Regions from separate parts of the Mus musculus genome. Here region 1 is linked to region 2. Evidence: chromatin contacts called from public promoter capture Hi-C data. All regions are on one chromosome and are shown on one strand. Each heading gives the region's core, a stretch centred on a gene start, on an enhancer-like site or on the middle of the called end of the contact. The rest is flanking DNA. Distances are from core to core; before and after follow the strand shown.

What was found. Promoter capture Hi-C pulls out the DNA fragments that hold promoters and counts their contacts.
Region 1: a contact with region 2 is called in a promoter capture Hi-C map of hippocampal neurons, with 5 times the contacts expected there. The contact joins the promoter of Kcng3 here to the promoter of Map4k3 in region 2. A contact is called at or near these places in 3 of 39 promoter capture datasets (hippocampal neurons, liver and pre-B cells) and 1 of 9 other capture datasets (embryonic stem cells).

What each region holds. Positions count from the first base shown.
Region 1 is chr17:83,628,335-83,634,064 of GRCm38.p6, reverse strand. Kcng3 (potassium voltage-gated channel, subfamily G, member 3) reads left to right here and starts at 2,170. Exons shown (of 2, transcript NM_153512.1): 1 at 2,170-3,102. The coding sequence starts at 2,447.
Region 2 is chr17:80,726,714-80,732,019 of GRCm38.p6, reverse strand. It overlaps Map4k3 (mitogen-activated protein kinase kinase kinase kinase 3), which reads left to right and starts at 3,995. Exons shown (of 34, transcript NM_001290345.1): 1 at 3,995-4,226. The coding sequence starts at 4,131. It also overlaps the pseudogene Gm9959.

The DNA.
Region 1 (5,730 bases), core at 921-3,420, 2.9 Mb before region 2:
ATATCACAATCAACTAAGAGTGTTACGTTAGAAACAAAGAAAATGATTTAAACCTATCTAGCCGATAAATATGAAAATATAACTTATGAAGCCTACGCTGCATTGTCACCAAATAATCTGTTTTCTAAGTTCAAATTTAATTTAAAAAGAGATATTTCTCTAAATGCTTCCAACAGCAGACTGCAAAGGGTTTTTTTTTTTTTTTTTGCATAGAGAACACAGGAAATAAATATAGTAATGTTCAAATCACCAACACAATGGCTGTTCTGTTGCTTGTTGCTTTTAGAATATTTTTAACAACTTGCTGGTGAATTGGCTCTTGCTGGTGTGAAGCCAGGCTGGTAGCTGGTTCTCACCTGCTTTTATTTATTTATTTATTTATTTATTTATTTATTCCTCTGGTCACTGTGTCCTATCCATTACTAAGACCTGCTAGATACTGGGCTGGGTTTCTCATAACTGGCTTTCATTTTTACTGACACGAGGTTAGGGCTTCTATTCCTGGCTTGCTGAAAGAGCCTTTTCCTTAGAATAACCCACGGGGCAGAGCGTCTTCCTAAACTAAGGCTTTCATCTAGCCACTTCTGTTATTAAAGCTTCAGGGATCCCATTGCAGATAGCCCGGCATGGACACAGGTCTTAGAACTCCCGTTGTTCCAGCCAGACAAATGCATTAGCTTTCTTTACAGTCGCTAATCTTTCACATCTGGCATTTGCTCCCCCGGAGTCCCTGGCTCCTTCTGCCAGCACCTCCTTCCATTCCGTATTGAATTCACTTCCTTCAGGATGTTTTCCTTGCTTAGTAGCTACTTAGCAGATAAATAACTCTTGTTTTTGAGCTTTTAATCACATTAAGTGCTTAAAAAAAAATGATCCAAGTCTAGGGATAAACAGCTTATGGAGATTTTCATTCTCTAAGAACCACCCAGGGTGACTTTGTCAGAAAGAGAACTCAAATTTGCAGGCGGCTGTTTTCACTAACATCTATCCGAGAAGCAGAGCAAATGACTCCTTATGGTGACCTCTAGCGGGCACGGGGCAGTCCTACAAAATTAGGAAAGTGGAGGGGGAAAGCAAAACCCTTCCCCAGGTACTCCATGGTCACAGGAGCCCATCTCACCCCTCCACCCTCCCTATTCATTTTTATTTCCAGGGTTTGTTTTGCATCTAACGCCGTCTCCCTTATATATAACTCACCTGTTTCTTGCCTTTGACGGGCTGGGTTGCCGGTGTCGGATGTGTAAACTGCTGTTTAAAATAATGCCTGCCAAGTCGAACCCCACTCCACCAAGCCTTAACCCTGCCTCTGCATTTGAAGGCCGGTGCCGCAGTCGCACGGGGGTGCTACGGGGAGGGAAGGAGTGGACATCGAGATAGCATGAAAAGGAGAATGCAAGATCGAGGCAATAAGACATTCTGGTCTTGCCAGTGAAAGAAAATTCTCTCCAGACTGCTACCCGACTCCACCGGAGGCATCGTGAGAGCGGTGTAGGCGCCTTCTTAGGACCCCAAGGCTGGGAAAGATGGGGGACTAGGGCGAGTCCGTTGGCCCATGGCATCCCTCAGGGAGCAGGGGGTGGGGAGAGCTTGGTGCGCGGCCGCCTTCGGAGCGCACGGCACGTGGGGTGCCCCACGCGCGGAGAGGAAGCGCAAAGTCTGCAGGCAAAGCCGCGACTGGGTTGCCTGCTTTGAGAAATCCTTTGGGGCGGCCTTAGAAGCCGACCAGGGTTTCCAACAGTCTCTGGCAAAGGCTCATCCAGACGCCGTCTGCTCCCTACTTCAAACCTCGCACCTTGGTCCTCACCTCAGCACCCCTCCTTCCCTCCTGTCTCCTCCCTTCGGGGGACTCTTTAAAGGAGCCTGGGGGAGGTGTGTCCATCATCCGGATGGCCCCGGGGCTCCCCGCAGCTCGCATCACGCCCTGCGCACCCCTCCCGGCCACTGCGGGCGGGGGCGCACGGCGTCACGAGGCGGGGAGCCCGAGGTCCGGGGCGGGGCGCCGGGGAATCCCAGCCGGAGCGAGCCGGGAGGTGCGGGCGCGGGCGGGCAAGGAGGTGCGCGCGGAGGGAGCGGAGCGCGCGGAGCCGGCGGGCGAGGAGGAGGACGGCGAGGGAGGCCCCGCCCCCGCCTCCCGGAGCCCGCTCCTCGCCGCCGGAGCCGGCTCACTTTGCCTTTCGCCTCTGGACGGCGGCGGGGCTGCGTGCGCCGGGGACCGGGCAGACCTGCCCACGGTGCCTCGGCTAACGTTCGCCCTCTGGGAGACCGGCGCCACCTGGAGCTGCGGCCAGCCACCCGGATTCGGGAGGGCGAACCCGGGAGCGAGGGGCGGCGGCACTGACACCGCGGGGGACGCGGGCGGTGCGGGGCGCGAGCCCCGGGGGAGCTCGGGCCCCGACGGCGCGGCCTCCCCGTGCGCGCGGCGGGCAGGCCCCCGGGGCGGCCAGCCATGACCTTCGGGCGCGGCGGGGCGGCCTCGGTGGTGCTGAACGTGGGCGGCGCCCGGTACTCGCTGTCCCGGGAGCTGCTCAAGGACTTCCCGCTGCGCCGCGTGAGCCGGCTGCACGGCTGCCGCTCGGAGCGCGACGTGCTCGAAGTGTGCGACGACTACGACCGGGAGCGCAACGAGTACTTCTTCGACCGACACTCGGAGGCCTTCGGCTTCATCCTGCTGTACGTGCGCGGCCACGGGAAGCTGCGCTTCGCGCCGCGGATGTGCGAGCTCTCCTTCTACAACGAGATGATCTACTGGGGCCTGGAGGGTGCGCACCTGGAGTACTGCTGCCAGCGCCGCCTAGACGACCGCATGTCCGACACCCACACCTTTCACGCGGCAGACGAGCTGGGCCGCGAGCAGCCTCGTCCCGCCGGACCCGAGGCGGCCCCCTCCCGGCGCTGGCTGGAGCGCATGCGGCGGACCTTCGAGGAGCCCACGTCGTCGCTGGCCGCGCAGATCCTGGCCAGCGTGTCCGTGGTGTTCGTGATCGTGTCCATGGTGGTGCTGTGCGCCAGCACGCTGCCCGACTGGCGTGCGGCGGTTGCTGACAACCGCAGTCTGGATGACCGGAGCAGGTACTCCGCCAGCCCTGGGAGGGAACCCTCCGGGTAGGACGCACTGCTTTTTTTGCCCGTCCAGTCCGTCCAGTCCCGTCTATCCGTGCCGTCCGTCCGTCCGGTCTCCGTCCTGTCTGCCTGGCAGCTCAGCTAGGCTTTTTTCCTGCCCCAGGAGGTCCCTGGCGCTCCAGCCGAGGGGTGTGAGGAATCTATGGGTCCCCAACCCCGCCCCCTTTTCACAGGCGCAGCCTGTGGTTGTGCTTGGGTCTCACCTTTTAGAGTAAAACCTCCAGGCTTTGTGTTTTAGTTCTGACCAAATAGCAACCTGCTAATTAGATTTTCCAAACTTTTATTGCTAACACGCAATAATTTGCACGATGATTCAGTTTGAGCTAAGAGCTCTTTGAAATATGTGCCAGTACTGGTGGTGTTTGAAAAGATGAAGTCTCATTTCGGTGAAATGTGGTCTGCTTCAGTGCCCACACATTCTGCACACCCTGCTCCCGGCGTAATGTGTGCTGGGATGGAATCCGTATTATAAAGGAGGCTAATTTAGTGATAGACTCTGAATAATGGGTGCCTGTGCCCTTTTTCCTCTCTCCTTTCCGAGCAAGTGTGGACCTAGCAAATTCCTCTCCTCTGTGTGGCATTAAGGATTTGGAGTTTCATTCAGAGGGTCTTCAGTGTGGAGAAGAAAACAAAAACAGCTATTACCTTGGGAGAGAAGAAAAAGCGAAACTTCCCCAAACCCAGAAACAGGATTCGGTCATTGAAGTGTCTTCCCGCCTCCCCCCACTTTACTAGGATGAAAAGAAAACACTTTAATCTTTCCTGAGCTCATGCTTATCTCTTAATGGTGATAGCACTCTCCTGTTTTTAGAACAAGTGAGTTTATTTTGCATATTTGGTGGGAGGAATAAGCAGACTAAAGTTGGACTTTCCGAGCAGACAGCCATTTTGGGCATAAAACCCAAACTGTATATTCTCTTTCACCCTTTGTTTGATAACTCTTCTAGGAGCCTTCACCCATTCATTTTCTGCCCTAATTTTTTTCCCCCTTCACTTTCAAGTCAAGACCGTGTCCTGTAATCCTTTCCCGATGGGCCTGTGTGTGCTAGGGACTGTGGTAAGTGCAGACCCAGCAGCAGTGCATCCCTTCCTCTCTGTATGAATCCTAACAGTAACTACCGTGGACTGGAAGCACAGAGCCCATTGCCAGCATCCCATCTTGGCATGAAATCCAAGACCTGTGCTTTGAAAAGAAGAAACTTAGGAACGTCCTGTTTTGTGTGTTGGGTCGGGTCTCCACTTCACAGAGAGGGATCGATTCCTTGGTACTTCCTTGATACGATGAATTAACTTTCCTTTATAAATAAAGTGGCCTTGATAATATTTTTTTTTTGAAAGCATCATAGAAAAATGAGCCTCGAGTGACCGGCTTTGAAAGGACTCGTCAGTAACTGTAGACTTTGAAGGTTAGTGATGGACGGAGCTCATTAGCCAAGGCTACAGCAGCCCTGACTGATAGGTTTAGACTGTGAGGGAGTTGATTAAGGGGAGCCAAGAGAGTGACAGCCTTTCTGAAGGAGGGAGGGGGATTGGGGAGAAAGAGGGTTAGAGTAGAGCATTAGGGTGAACGCTAATTTAGATAGAAAGAGAAACTGAAGAAGCCCAGAAGGGAGGAGACAGATAAAACAGAGGCTGCAGAGGAAGTGAAGAAGATAGAGTAAGGCTCCGTTTGTGTATATGTATCCTAAGTATGTATATAATTATTCAAGTCAACCTGTTTCCTAGATACCCGGATATTTCAGGCATATGCATGTTTTTCTTGGCTTAATGGCCCGGTTTTAAGCTTCTTTCTATGAGTAGGTATAAGAAAGCCCGTATCTGTAATCCCAGATAAACCATGGCATGGCGGAATATTAAGGATGTCACACGTTGCACAAGAAGCCCCTCGCTGGCCTCCTGTAACAGAGACATGGCAGCTGGCGTTTCATAGTCGCTCAGTTCCTGCCAGCCTGTGGCCACTGACACGAGTCTACATCCTTTTGAGATTTGAGTAAGAATTCCCTCCACCCCCTTGTAGACCTGAGGTTGATGGGAACCCTAGCCCGCCAGGCAAGTAAGTGACTTGCTATTTACTTCCCAGCCTCAGCTCACAATCTTGATCCATCTCATCACAGTTTCTAAAGTGTCTTTCCTGAGCGTCCATTGTTCCAAACACTGTAACTTTTTCTCATAAAGAAAAGTTAAGCTCATAAGCTCTCAGCTTTCTTACTCTCTAGCCCTCTTTCTTTCCCTTCCCCCCATCTCTCTACGTGACCATGGCCTCTCTCTTTCTACCTTCCCTCTTGTTCTCTGCCTTTCTACAATAAAGCTCTAAAACCAAAAAAAAAAAAAGAAAGAAAGAAAGAAAAGAAAAGTTGATGTAGGACTCAGAGGCACAGTTGGTCTTCAGGAGTTGAATTATTCCAAGAAAGCCTTCAAGGGTCATGGAGGATGGAAGCCGGCATCCTTAGAAGTCTGTGCACTGTCCAAACACTGGCAGGGGGTGTCACTTACATAAACGGGTTTATGCAACCTGCACAATCCTGTGTCTTGCTGAAGAGCAAAATAGGAGAGTCTTCCACTAAAAGGAACAGCGTGGGCACAGGCATGAAACTTGTATGTTGTGTTTAG
Region 2 (5,306 bases), core at 2,746-5,245:
GTATGGCCCGGTAACAGTCTCTGAAAATAATTTAAATATGCATACCTGTGTATGAGTATGTTCACATGGATGTATCGGGTTCTCTGGAGCCAGAGAGACACGTTTGAGAGCCATCCTGTATGAGTGGGGGGCTGGATTAGAATCCCCTGCAAGACACTATGGATTCTTAATCCCTGGGGCATCTCTCCAGCCTCAGCGGTCTTTTTTAATCTACGATTTGCTAAGTGTTCCTTTTGCAGAGTCACTAGTGCATCGAATGTGAGCGGTCGTTACGGCAAATTGGCAGGCTGTAATTAGTAAGCCACAAAAATAGACCAGTGAAAATGGGAACTGGTACGGTGATCAGGAAATTTCTAAGACAGGACCCCAGAAGAGCCTGGCTACTAGTCTGGATATGCTGGCGATGACACATGTTGCACAGGGCAGCTTTTTCACATAGCCCTGCTATGTGCTGCTTACAAAGATAGCGATTTAAGAGCCTGAGGCTGCTGGAGGACACCATCTCCCCTTCTTTGCCTCACTACCCTCAATACATTCTTCAAAATTCAATTTTAGCATCAGTCCCCAACCTTCCAGAGTGTATTTATGCTGGTCCCCTGTGCTTCTATGCTTCTGGTTGTTTTTTGTTTTTCTATGGCTGTATACTGTATGGCAAGCATATACCACCTTATTACCCCCACCTTCCCTTTTCTTGCCCCTCCCCTTCCTAATCCTCTACTTTCCCCTAGACAACTTCACTTCCACTTTCATTTAATAAATACACACGATTTTCTGTGACTATATATAATGCAGGAACTACAAACAAGAGAACATATACTGTCTGCCTGAGACTGGCTTTCTGTCTCCAGTTTATCTATTTTCCCCACAAATGACATTAACTTCAGTCTTCATTATGGCTGAAACCAATTCAATTGTGTATATAGGCTACATTTTCCTTACCCATTTCTCTCTTGATGGACAGGTGCCATAACTTAGCTATTGTGAATCGCGCTGCAATAATCAATAAAAATAAAGTGTGGAGCCATCTCTGTGATTATGCTAATTTGGAATCTTTGGGTCACATGGTAGATCTACGTCTAGATTCTTGAGAAACCTCCGTACCAATTTTGAGAGGTTGGACTACGCTTACATTCCCACAGCACACAAGGGCCAGTACGTGCTGTTTCTTTTCTTGCTGACTGACATCTGACTGGGGTAAGATGGAATCTCCGAGTAGTTTGGACTTGCACTTTGGTGAAGGCGGCCATTTTCTCTTCCATGTTTATTGGCTATCTGTATTTCTTTGGTCTGTTCATTTCTTTCTTTTTTTTTTAAGATTTATTTATTATTATATCTAAGTACCCTATAGTTGTCTTCAGACACACCAGAAGAGGGCGTCAGATCTCATTACGGATGGTTGTGAGCCACCATGTGGATGCTGGGATTTGAACTCAGGACCTTTAGAAGAGCAGTCGGTGCTCTTAACCACTGAGCCATCTTTCCAGCTCGGTCTGTTCATTTCTTAAGCCATGTATTGACTGGGTTGTTTGTGACGTCACACACTGCTGGGTGGCAGGTGCTTTGGCTTTTCTTTTCTGTGTTCTTTTACCACCAGCATCGCATATCTATTGCTTAAGTCATTTCAGATCAATTTAATTAAAAAAAAAGCATCACACAGATTATGTATGGTTTATTGTAAGAAGAAAGAGAATATGGTGGAATATGTTATAGAAACAGAACAGACTGGTAGAGCAGACTGGACCTAGCCTTTGCTATTAAGCAGCCTCTGTAAAAGCTGAGCTTTCTTATGTGACCTTGAGTAGCTTAATTAGCCTGGGATGTTATAAAAAGGAGATAATACGCTCTCAGCTATCAGGCTGCTCTGTGAATTAAATGAGATAATATGTGGAAAGTTCTTGGCTCCTCGTAAGCACTCAGTACTGGAAGATACTGTTTCTTTCATGTTGTGAACTTCCACTCACCATATTAATCTACTGATAAGGTGACCGCCTCTACACAAGCAACAGTCAATCTAAGAGTGAAACCCAGACGGTTTCTAAGAATGTTTCTAATCACAGAAGCGGGAAGTCCTTTCTCTTATTCAAAGCAAGTGTCTGATCATGAGTATTAACTTGTAGGGAAGTAGAGGCCAGGTAGATTGGGGGAAGGGTAAGAGAGCACTGTATTTACCAGTATGGGTAGATCCCCAAAGGAACAAATTATTTTCATTCCTTGTGAGCAGTTAATTACAAAAGACCTTTTTATTTATGGCCTAACCCATGTGGCAAATCGAGCCCTTACAAGAAAATCTGTCTCTCTGGGGAAAAAAAAAAAGGAGAAGAAGTAGTTAAGCCTTGCCAAAATGGAACAAACAAAACTTGAAAGCCTGTTCCAACCCCACTGAAATGTCTTTTCCCTTTGAAAGAAGCCTATTAGTGATGCAAACACTCGGTTATCTGCAGAGATGATAATCCCAGCAAACAAAACAGTGAAACCATTAGAACTTTCTGGTGCAAGCCGAATGGCTTTCAGTCCTGGAAACTTGGCTTTTTTTTTTTTTTTTTTTTTTTAAAGCACAAAAGGGCAGAGAAAGCAAGCAGAGCAGGTCCTGCTTTGAGAGACTTCCATTTCCTTATCTGAATCCAGAATTATCTGCCTGTTTAGCCTAAAGAAGACAAACAGTTCTCCGCCCACAGCACAGGCAGAAGGCAGGCCTGCTCCTCAGCCCCTGCAAGTGCCTTCCACCGGGAGGAAGCGGGGAAAACCATGCCTCGTCCCGAGGAGCTCAGGATAGCACAGCCTTAAGGTTTATCCTCAATTAATCCTGTGACGTGCACTCCTGGGGCAGAATTGCAACCCTGTCACAATCTGATGCTTTGGGATAACTAAAGTGCTTGGATGACTCCACGTATGGTTTGGAGCACACAATTTGGGAATTTAGTCAATAGGTAAGTTTACTGTAAGTAACATGATAGAAAGGTTTTAAGGTTTGATGAGACCAAGTTTCTGAGAAGGAATTGGACATTAAGGCACATTAGTCTTTAGGTCCCTAAAGAGATTAGAAAAGCATTTTTAAAGCAAAATATCCAACAGAGCGCCAGAGTGGACCTCGCTACAGCTTTTGGAAATGGGTAGTAGTTAAGTTTACTAAGAACTCAACATTGACCCTTCCACTGCCTAAGTCCTTTCTTAGCTAACTTTTAGCAGTCTGGACGTAATGCTGGTTATCTGGATCTTATGCTGGGTGGAGCTCTGGGCAGGTAATGTCGCGGCTACGTAGCTTCCGGATGGTCACGTGTTTACATTTCAGGTGTGGGAATAGATCCCTGTCCAGGCCACACCCTCTGCAACCACCCTCGTCTCAGGGTTGTCAGACAGCTTGCGTAGTCCCCGCCCCGGGCTTTGAAAAATCCAGCCTTCTCCCTGGACAGAGGTCAATCACGGCTTTGGTTCTGCACTGCTTCCCGCCCACTCCCTCCACGGATTTCTCCCCGCCCCTTGTTCTCTCTGCACCCCTGTCAAGCCAACCCCAAGAGCCCAAGTGTCACTGTCCCCCGAGGGTCTTTCTCACCTTTCTGATGGGGACCTCCTCCCCTAAACCTAGAAGAAAGGGTCGGGGCTCTCGGATGTACTTGCTCTTAGAAAGTTGGGGAATACCGTCTTGTGCGTGGCAACTACTACCTGCTGGGGCTGGGGCTGGGACCACAAGCAGCGAGTCCAACTTTGTTACCCGGAGTCTGGCGCGTCCGGCGTGTCCCGACCGGGCGCGCGAGCCGGGGGCGCGCAGGGCCCGCCGGGAGCGCGCGGCCTCCGGGATGGCGGCTGCGCAGTGGCGAGCGGGGCCGGGAACCGGAGGGAGGGCGTGCGGGCGGGCGGAGCGGAGCGGCGGGCGGAAGCCATGTTGGAACTGCACCCCGAGCGAGGGGCTGCGGGCGCGCTCCTCTCCTGGTGGGTGTGACCCGGCTCGGCGCGGCGGCGGGGGGCGGGGACGCCGGGCGGCTCGTCGTGGTCGGCGGCGGCCGCGGCGTGCAGCCGGGCGATTGTGACCGGCGGCGGAGCCGGGCCGGCCGCGGGCGCTCCCTCCGTGCGGCCCCCGTGAGCGCCCCCCCTCCCCGGGCCGGGAGGGAGGTGGGGGGCACCCGGGGCCCGCCATGAACCCGGGCTTCGATCTGTCCCGCCGGAACCCGCAGGAGGACTTCGAGCTGATCCAGCGCATCGGCAGCGGCACCTACGGCGACGTCTACAAGGTGAGGGCAGGGGCGGCCGAGCCGGGGCCTGCGCCGCGGGGGACGGAACAAAGAGGCAGGCGTGGGGACCTCAGCCCTCGGCGTCCTCGCCGGAGCTGTGCCCGGGACGCGCGGGTCTCTGACCCTCCCAGGCTCTCCTGCGTGCAGTCCCGGGAAGGGCTGCGGCCGGAGCCGCTGCGTTCCTGGGAGGGCGGAGCGGGGCTGGGCGCTTGTTGCCTGGGCAGGGTCTGTGTGACGAACCCCGGTGCTGGGGCTTGGCGCTTGACAAACCTACGTGCCTCTCCGGGACCTGGGATCATAGGCCCCGGTGGCTGGGAGCTACTGTCCGCCCGGGCCTGCTGGATCTGTCCTAACGCTGGGCAGCCTCCATCGACAGCTTAGCCTTTAGCCTCTTAACATCTGCCCGTGCTTTAGCCTTTAGCCTCTTAACATCTGCTTGTCAGTTCCTTGTAATTTTCCAAGTAGTCATGTTTTGTAAAAAGAGATGGGTTTTTGGAGGCAAGACAGCAACTTCGAGGTTTTTTTTTTTTCCTCCAAAAAGAATTGGATAATGGGGTTTGTTTTTGTCAGTGACACATAGGAATCAGATATTTTTCCTTTTCTTTTTCTTTCTTGTGTGTGTGTGAGAGTCGAGTATCTAGGAAGAGTATTGGTTTGACAAGGTTAGAATTCAGAGCTCCTTAGCAGGACAGCGTTTCTGTTGCAGAGGGATCGCTTCTAAATGTGGGAGGATAAATCGTTCTTCCCTGGCCAGTAAAACTCTTGGCCTCGCGGAGTCTGCCAAGAAGGGAGGCGGATAGTGCCAAAGGTGGCAGCAGTCTTGATTTAGTTGCCTATCTACTTACATGGTAACTGAAGTTGGGCTCCTGTTTTCCAGAACACCTGAGGATGCCCAGAGTATGACTTGGAAAGTTTAGTTTTCACTTTATTTTTGCCCACGCTAAAGCAATGGGCTTTTTATTCTTGCCTCAATGGAACGCATAAGGTAAGTTAGCCAATACCTCAGGTCTTTTGTGAGTGATCTGCTTGGCTTTTGTGAATGATCACATAGCACCACACTTTCCTCTGTTGACAAAGGTG